Regions from separate parts of the Mus musculus genome. Here all the other regions are linked to region 1. The links are chromatin contacts, called in public HiChIP or PLAC-seq maps. All regions are on one chromosome and are shown on one strand. Each heading gives the region's core, a stretch centred on a gene start, on an enhancer-like site or on the middle of the called end of the contact. The rest is flanking DNA. Distances are from core to core; before and after follow the strand shown.

Region 1 (2,753 bases), core at 74-2,573:
GGGTGGCATCCCATCCCAAAAGCTGGGTACAGCAGATGCTTGTCTTGGAGACACCCAGAGACAGCACGCGCGCGCGCGCATACACACACACACACACACACACACACACACACACACACACACGCAGCGCACACTTGGGCGAGACCCCTGCACAGCAACACAGCTCACTCAAGCGACACACAAACACAGCTCAAGTGCCCCGGTCGTCCGCACCACCACCACCAACACTACCAGGCAAGCGACAGATACAGATCCCCTTTTCACCCCTTAAGAGCACACGTATACAACTCTGGTTTGGGGGGTGGCCACCCACACCCGTAAACGGACAGGTGCACCCCACCCCGCAGACACGCGGGCAAGGACTCACGCAGACACCCCTCCGGGTGACAAACGCCAACATCTCGGTGTAGGGATACAAACTCGGGAGCCAAACACGAGCACACACACCCAGGCGAGACACCTGCAGATCCACAGCCCCGCACGCGCGGTCCCCGCCGCCCCTCCGCTGTCACAGCCCCCCCCCTCGACGCCGCCACGTGCGCCCGCCCCGCCCGCCCAGCGCGCGCGGGGCCAATAACCGGCTGTTGCTGGGGCGCAGCCCCCGCCCGCGGGAGCCACAGCCTCCGCCGCCCCCTGTCGCCGCCCCCGGCGGGCGCGCGCTCTGGGTGTGGCCGATCCTCGGTGCCACCCCCCACCCCAACCCTCCCGCAGTGGGACTCGGGGGACTCGAGCGAGCCCGGGGCCACGCTCCTCCCAGGTCTCACTAGCCACCAGGGGGCGCGGGCGAGCCCGAACCCCATTGTTTGTAAACAAACCCGCCAGACCGCTGTGGCACCTGTGCGCCCAGACAGGGCGCCCTGAGTCCCAGGTGCTTCCTTCCCGCCCGCCTGGCCCAGCCTTAGTCCCAGTGATGAAAGCTGGGGCACAAGCTGCGGGAATGCAAGGCGACCGTCCTATCGGCCCGTGCACCCCGTCACCTCCTCCAGGGAGCCCTCCGGGCCTTGCCGCTCGTAAGCAGCTTCGGGAATCGGGGTGCTCACTCACCCCGGGGGCATGAACACTCCGGAGAAAGGAGGCGATGGGGTGGCGGGCGGTTGCCTTCTGGAGGGCTCGCCCGCCGAGTGGGTTGCTATTGAGGCACCTTGCTGCTGCTCCTGCTGCTCTAACTGCAGTGACTGCTGCTGCTTCTGGAGTCTTCGTGTCCGGATCACCGCTGCTGCTGCTTGCTTGCTGGTGTCGCCGCCGCCTCCTGGGCTCCCCGCTCGCATGTGGCTCTATGCCGCGTCTCAGGCCTCCCGGCAGATCCCCGGGCCCCGCTCGCTCGGCGGCCGCCCCGCCCCGCCTCTCGCTGGCTCCCACGCCCCGCCCCCGCGTGACGCCAGGGCCCCGCCCGCGGCTGGGGACAAGTCGGGGCTTGCAGTCGGGCGCCGCGCCCCCTACCTCGGCGCGGGGGGTTTCCCGGCAGCCAGAGGGGCGGGGCGAGGCCTGGTCCAGGCAGGAGGAGCAGCGTGGGGACAGCCCAGACCTAGGGTGTCCGGACACACGCTTGACACACTGACACACTGACTGGGACCCACACCCACACCTGAGGAGTACGCTCAGACTAACGGACTGGCACGCCAGGGTGCACTGAGTCAGTGATGACTGAGCCACAGGGACACAAAGTCAGACCAGAGGCACAGATACACATCAGGACAAGGGCCTGGACACACGAGCTCACACAGACCCAGACATCCAGATTATCTTACTTACTGGCTCACTGGGTCACACACAGACAGTGACAACCCAAAACGTAGTTGCACAAACAATATTCAAACAGTCTCCGACGCACAAACCCGTGTCCCCAGATGCCTAGGGCATTCACACTACACTAAAGGCTGACCCCTTCTCAGAACAACTTCCTGGCAGGTTCAGAGGGACACACACTCCAATCCAAATAGCACTCTCAGGCTGACACCCGCAATAGCTGAAGCACAGCCACTAGACTGCACTGGCTGACCCTACAAAACATGCCAGTCACATACAGAAGAAACTGAGCCCAGACCTGTGCTCACAAAGTCACTCCTGAGACAGGTTCCTGCTAAATGGCTTGATGGCGGGTTACACTCGTGAACTTAAACACCTGGCCCGCCTGGCGTAATACCCATCTGGCACTGGACAAATGGGGAAGAGGCAGCCCTGTGCTCCTGGCACAGACATGCCCGGGCAGCCCCCTGCACCCTATTTCATCCTGTCTGTTGTTTCTGTTTCCTTTCCCTTTTCTAAAAGTCATTTATTTCCCTTCCCTTTTGAAACAGTGACCCTTCCTCCTCCCAAGCCGTAGACATCTCTCACGGCACTTGACAGACTCTCTGTCTCACCCAAACTGTCACCAAACTTACTGAGTATATTACTTACCTATGGGTGCCCAGCACTGGGCCCGCTGTGAAAGGGTGTCACACAGCCATGTGAGATAAGACACTTGTTAAAGAAATAAACATAGTCACTTACACCTGTCTTCCCAGCACTTCCAGAGGATAAAGCAGGAATGTGGTTGCAAGGTTGGAGTCTGTCTGAGTTACATAGTGAGTTCCAGGCCCCCCCCTTTTTTTTTTTTTCTTTTTTGGTTTTTCAAGACAGGGTTTCTCTGTGTAGCCCTGGATGTCCTGGAACTCAGTTTGTAGACCAGGCTGGCCTCAAACTCAGAAATCTACCTGCCTTTGCCTCCCAAGTGCTGGGATTAAAGGCATGCACCACCACTGTCCAGCTTGTTT
Region 2 (2,700 bases), core at 19-2,518, 280 kb before region 1:
TCCTTATCTACAGATGCTTGATTTAGCCCTGGAGATATGCTGTATCATCTGCCTCTATAAACTGCAGCAAGAACTGGAGCTGCCGTCCGTTCTTGTACACCAACTATATTTGGGAAGCCGAGGGAGGTGGACTGAGAGTTTACAGGGTTTGTCTCAAAATAACAAAAAGAGCAGCTAAACCTAGGCTTTTATATTAATTTCTTTGTTTGTGGGGCTTGGGGTAGTGTCACAACACATATGTGGAGATCAGAGAACAACTCCTGGAGTTAATTTTCTGGTCCTAGCGGTAGAACTCGGGTCATCAGCCTTTTTTGAGGATCATCTTCACATGCTGAGCCTTCTCACCATCGCTAACCCAGCAACTTAAGTTCAGGCCTTCATTGGAATATTCCTAGAGAGAAAGTTTCTGAAGTTCATTTTTGGGATACCCAAAATAATGATCGTTGAAAACTACATTTTACACTTTTATATTCAGTTTTACTACTTAGTAGTGCTGGTTTTATTTCATTGTTGTTGTTTGTTTTTTCTCTATGTAGCCCTGGCTATCCTGGTACTGGCTTTGTAGACCAGGGATGTCCTTGAATTCAGAGAGGCATATACTGTCACACCCAGTAGCTGTTGTTATTTCTTTGTTTCTAAACAGGAAAGTAGAAACAGCTATAGGTAATGTGGACAGAAGAGTATTAAACACTAAAGCTTTACTATAGAGTATTAGAAAGGAGGAAAGGGATGTTAGTTACTAAAAGCCAATAAACTGTGCACAACTGAAGGCGTCTGCTGTCATGGTCACAGTCAGCTTTGCTGCTGCTGGGGCCTGTGTTGAGCACTTGCCTACATTCCTCCGCATTGTTTCACTGTCCTTGCTGCTGGAGACAGACCAGCTACATAGCCATCTTTTACCATCGGTTTCCATCATCCATTGGCAGAACCTAATTGGAGCCAAGTGGGAGATGAATATAGGAAATGTAATTTGTAGGCTTCTACCATTTTCTATTATAGTAGCAGGTGTGGCATACTGAATGCTGTGGGTTAGTGTTCTCAACCTGTGGGTTGTGACCCCTTTGGCAAACCTCAAAAATATTTACATTATGATTCATAGCAGTGCAAATAACAATTATAAAGTAGCAACGAAAATAATTTTATGGTTGGGGTTACCACAACATGAAGAGCTGTATTAAAGGGTCTCTGCGTTTAGGAAGGTTGAGAATCACTGCTGTAGGTGCTTGGGTGATGCATATTGTGTGGTGGGGATGGGCAAGGGAAGCATTCCTTCATGCTGAGTACATTGCAACTGTGGAACAGAGGTGCAGTGACTTTGAAGGAGTCAGTGGGTATAGTGGTTGTCTGTAAAGAATAGTTGGAGAGTGGTTGGGAGGAACACTTGGCACTGGCCAGGAGGCTGGTTGTTGTGGGCATCTATGCCGTGGCGAGGGCAGACCAGGAGCGGGCATCACAGTAGGATGAGCTTTACTAGGGCTTGGTAATGGAGCTGAAGGAAATTACCAACTGCAGTTTTTAACTGATAAGCTTATGGAATGAGGCAAGTGATTAGCATACATAAATAATAAATAATGAAATCTTATTTCCTATTTTCCATACAAGCTGAATTTTTTTTATTGTAAAACAAACAAAAAACAGCTGGGCCTTTAATCCTAGCACCCAAGAGGCAACCTGCTCTATACAGCATGTCCCAAGGTCCCAAGACAGCTAGGACTGATGGAAGAGATTCTATTTCCAAGAGCAAAAACAAACAAACCACAAAGGTAGCACACACCTTTATCCCAGCACTCAAGGAGGCAGAGGCAGGCAGTGTGAGTTTGAGGCCAGCCTGGTCTACAGAGCCAGCTCCAGGACAGTCAGGCTACACACAAAGACCCTGTTTCAAACAAAACAAAACAAAAGAGGGACAGTCTTGTGTAGCCCAGGTTGCAGTTTAACTTTCGATCCTTCTGCCTCCATCTCCTAAGTACTGGACACACTGGTTTTGCTTTGGTCTTTTGAGCTGGGGTTAAACCCAGAGCCTTACACATGCTAGGCATGTACTCTATCAAGCCATGTTCTTGCCCATTTTGTTTTGTTTTATTTATTTATTTTTTAGGTATAAACTCACTCCATTTAGCAGATATTTATTGAGCCAGGTACTGTGTGCCATGCTGAGGTTAAATGGGAGCTAGATGACTCTCCTGGAATTAAGTGAAAAATAATTCTTGATATTAGGACCTCTATAGTTGCTCTGTTTTCGCTGGAGTGTTCACCTGGCAGCCTCCTACAGCATTTCTCTGTCTCTTTCTGCCTGCCTGTCTGTCTGTCTGTTTGTCTCTCTCTCTCTCTCTCTCCTCGATAACTTCACTCTCAGCACTTACACTGAGACCTGTTCTCATTATTTTTTCCCCTCAGATTTTGTGTACTTTTTTTGTACTTGTGTGTATGTCACAGCATACCTGTGGAGGTCAGAGAAAATTTTGTAAACGTTCGTTCTCTCCATGGTGTGGACCCTGGGGAAGAACTCAGGTCATTGGCCCAGTAGCAAGGACTCTTAATCGATGATTCATTTTGCCCTATGACCATCTTTTCTAACATTGTACTGCTCTCTCACTCACTGAAGCTCTTACCCTGTTTGGTACAACTTATCTGAATTATGTCTATTTTGTATTGTCTATTTCTCTTTGCTAAACTCTAAGCTTCCTAAGGGCATATATT
Region 3 (2,736 bases), core at 55-2,554, 410 kb before region 1:
GACAGGGCCTAGGGAAAGGGCTTTGGGAAGGCCATGTGCCTGAGAAAGGCTCAGACTTCTGTGGAAGAATGAATGAATGAATGAATGAATGAATGAATTGCAGGGCTGGGGGTGTCTAGGGGCTTACAGTGTGCATGTGTATGTGTGCGCGTGAGCATGTGTGTGTGTGTGTGTGTGTGTGTGTGTGTGTGTGTGTGTGTAGTTGTCAGCAGGTAGCTAACTCCCTATCTCCCAAGCTGCCCTTCCAGTAGATTCTGGGTTCCCTGAAGCTGTATGAAGAGAGGAACAGCCTGTCCCAGTTCCTAAGACACTGTCCTTCCTAGGTGTTCTGACTCCTGAGAGTGCCAGGCACCTAGGAACATGCAACCTCCATCTTCACAGGTTAAGGCACCCCCTGCTCACCCACTGAAGGCACTAAGGCACCCTTCCTCCGCAGCTTCCCCGCGGATTCCTCACTTCCCCACAGTGAGAATCAATCCTGCTTTCCTGCTTTCCCCTTCCCAACCACACACACCCATCCTCTCTCACACTGCATAAATCCTGCAGCCTCACAGAGAGCCTTGTCTGAGTCCTGGATTGCAGCTCACTTCTCTCTTCCCATCAAGAGAATCTCTCCAGGGCCACCTCCTCTTTTGTCCCAACATTTCCTCTGTGCCCTGCTGCCAGCTCTTCCTCCTCAGAGGGAGGAGACTGCCATGTCCTCTGTAGAGTCCCAGGCCCTTCTCCACCCTCTCTCCACCCCCATTGCCTGTCTTTTCTGTGTCAAAAGCCCCAGCACAGCCCTGTCCCCTGCACTCCCTCCCAAGCACACCTCACAGCTCAGCATCAAGGCCCTGACCCCCATTCCAGAGCCCTTGATGGGTACAAACACTGGAGCCTGGATCTGACCCAGGGCATTTGTGGTCCTCTGTGTGCTGTGCCCTGGGAAATCTCTGGTGGGGAGCAAACCCCCATTATGATGGCCACTCCTGTGAGGACTCCAAGAGTCAGGGCACAGCCATGTGTCCTGTTGGCACTGGTAACTTTAAATAAAGAGGGATCTGGCTTTTCCTCCCCTCTGAGCACTCCTTGCTCCCTGAGAGCATCCACCTGAGCAGCCTGGGTCCCTCCGTGTCCTCCCCTCTCAACCTGAAGCAGAGGGTCCTCCCAGAGTCCCTTCCTGTCAGAGCATCCTCCCCACACCACTCCAGGGCTGGCCTCACCTGTGAGCAGGAGCCCTTTGCAGAGAAACAGAGAAGGGGACTCCATGGTCTCTGCTCCCATGTGTGCTGTCCTGGTGTCTGCCCTGTGGATCCTTCCCTCTTATTTCTCCTGTCCTTACCCCAGGGGCATCTCCCAGAGTCTCATGGGCTGTGTGCAGGGAATCTGCCCAAGGCTATGATCTGTGATCTGCGTCAACTCTTCTTGCTGGAGGTCTGTCCCTTCTTCTTTTCCCTCCCCCACCCCAACTGTCTCTAAACCCATTCATTCTTTAAGGTTTTTTTTTTTTTTTTTTTTTTTGTAATAATGCATTCAGAAATTCTTATGTTATAAATAATGGTCGAAGACCTTCCAATATTAAGAAAAGTCATGAATGGATTTCATCTTCTTCTGCCTCCCTCCCAAACTCAATTTTAGTCCCAGCATTTTTACTTTATTGGGTCTCCATAGCCTGAATGGCTGCCATTTGCCCTATTTCTGAAGTTCTGCATTTCTCTCCCCCTTTTGCACCTGGGAACAACCACTCGATCAGGAAGTGAGTCCTGACCACCTGGGCCCCTCAGACAACTCTCCTCCTCCAAAACTGCTTACCCATTCCTCCCACTGCCTGTGACACGGGAGAGGGCAACTGTCCCAGCTCCCCAGCATTCTCTGCAAAATCATTGAGGTTTTATTTATTTTTAATTTTTACAGCTCATGCATCTCTCTGATTGACATCCAGATCTCAAGCTCTACCCAGTCCCTAGGGCTCTGGTTCATGTGACTTCTAGTTGTGCAGGTCTCCAGGGTCACACTGGGGAATCTTGGTGGAGGCTCAAGCTGGCAGCCCCTGCTTCTTCTTAGGTGATAATTGGTCAGCTGTTCGTTCATTTGTCCTGGTGCAGGTGACAGGGGAGGTGTAAGGTAGGGAGGGAATGAAAGATGGCTGCCCCAAAGAAGCCCGCTTCCAGGATTTGACTTTCTTTTTTTCTTTTCTTTTTAAAATTTGTTTTATTTCTTTTATTCATATGAGTACACTGTTGCTGTCTTCAGCCACACCAGAAGAGGGCATCAGATCCCATGACAGATAGCTGTGAGCCACCCTGTGGTTGCTGGGAATTGAACTCAGGACCTCTGGTAGAGCAGTCGTTTCTCTTAACCACTGAGCCATCTCTCCAGATGGATTTGGCTTTCTTGGCTACTATTCGCCTTCTTAAGCACCGGGAAGGCCCTGTCTAGTTACCTGCTCCCACAAAGGAACCCCAGTTCCTGAGCCCCTCCCTTGTGCACCCATCTAGATTAGACACACTGGAGGTGAGCTTGGGAGTCCTGGCCTTGCACTCAGGTCACACAAGAGAAAAATTCATTAAGCAACAGGAAAGAGTCACTGTACCCAGAAGGGGTCATCTGACTCAGCCCGATGGACATCGGATACTAGACTAAGCAAGGACAGCAGTTAGTAAGTAGAGAAAAATGTTTCTCTTTTGACCACCATGAAACTGATTCCCAAGTCTCCCATTGCTCTAACACTGAATTAATTATTCAGTCACATTTATT

What was found. HiChIP or PLAC-seq counts read pairs in DNA pulled down with a chosen protein or histone mark.
Region 2: a FOXA1 HiChIP or PLAC-seq map of pancreatic cancer cells shows a contact between it and region 1. The contact joins the enhancer-like site here to the promoter of Bbc3 in region 1. A contact is called at or near these places in 3 of 39 promoter capture datasets (hippocampal neurons and liver) and 2 of 115 datasets of contacts at active chromatin or transcription factors (microglia and pancreatic cancer cells).
Region 3: an H3K4me3 HiChIP or PLAC-seq map of embryonic stem cells shows a contact between it and region 1, with 6 times the contacts expected there. The contact joins the promoter of Ceacam9 here to the promoter of Bbc3 in region 1. A contact is called at or near these places in 1 of 39 promoter capture datasets (liver) and 4 of 115 datasets of contacts at active chromatin or transcription factors (bone marrow-derived macrophages, embryonic stem cells and pancreatic cancer cells).

Annotation. Positions count from the first base shown.
Region 1 is chr7:16,308,153-16,310,905 of GRCm38.p6, reverse strand. It overlaps Bbc3 (BCL2 binding component 3), which reads right to left and starts at 1,323. Exons shown (of 4, transcript NM_133234.2): 1 at 1,045-1,323.
Region 2 is chr7:16,585,214-16,587,913 of GRCm38.p6, reverse strand. The region is part of intron 1 of Arhgap35 (Rho GTPase activating protein 35); the gene reads left to right. Among named protein-coding and RNA genes, the nearest start is that of Gm29443, 27 kb to the left of the region's middle. Within about 2 kb of position 1,268, at least 16 of the 459 cell types and tissues checked have an H3K27ac peak or open chromatin away from gene starts, as enhancers often do. A contact at or near this core is called in pancreatic cancer cells, where this site is marked.
Region 3 is chr7:16,720,497-16,723,232 of GRCm38.p6, reverse strand. Ceacam9 (carcinoembryonic antigen-related cell adhesion molecule 9) reads right to left here and starts at 1,304. Exons shown (of 3, transcript NM_011927.4): 1 at 1,203-1,304. The coding sequence starts at 1,263.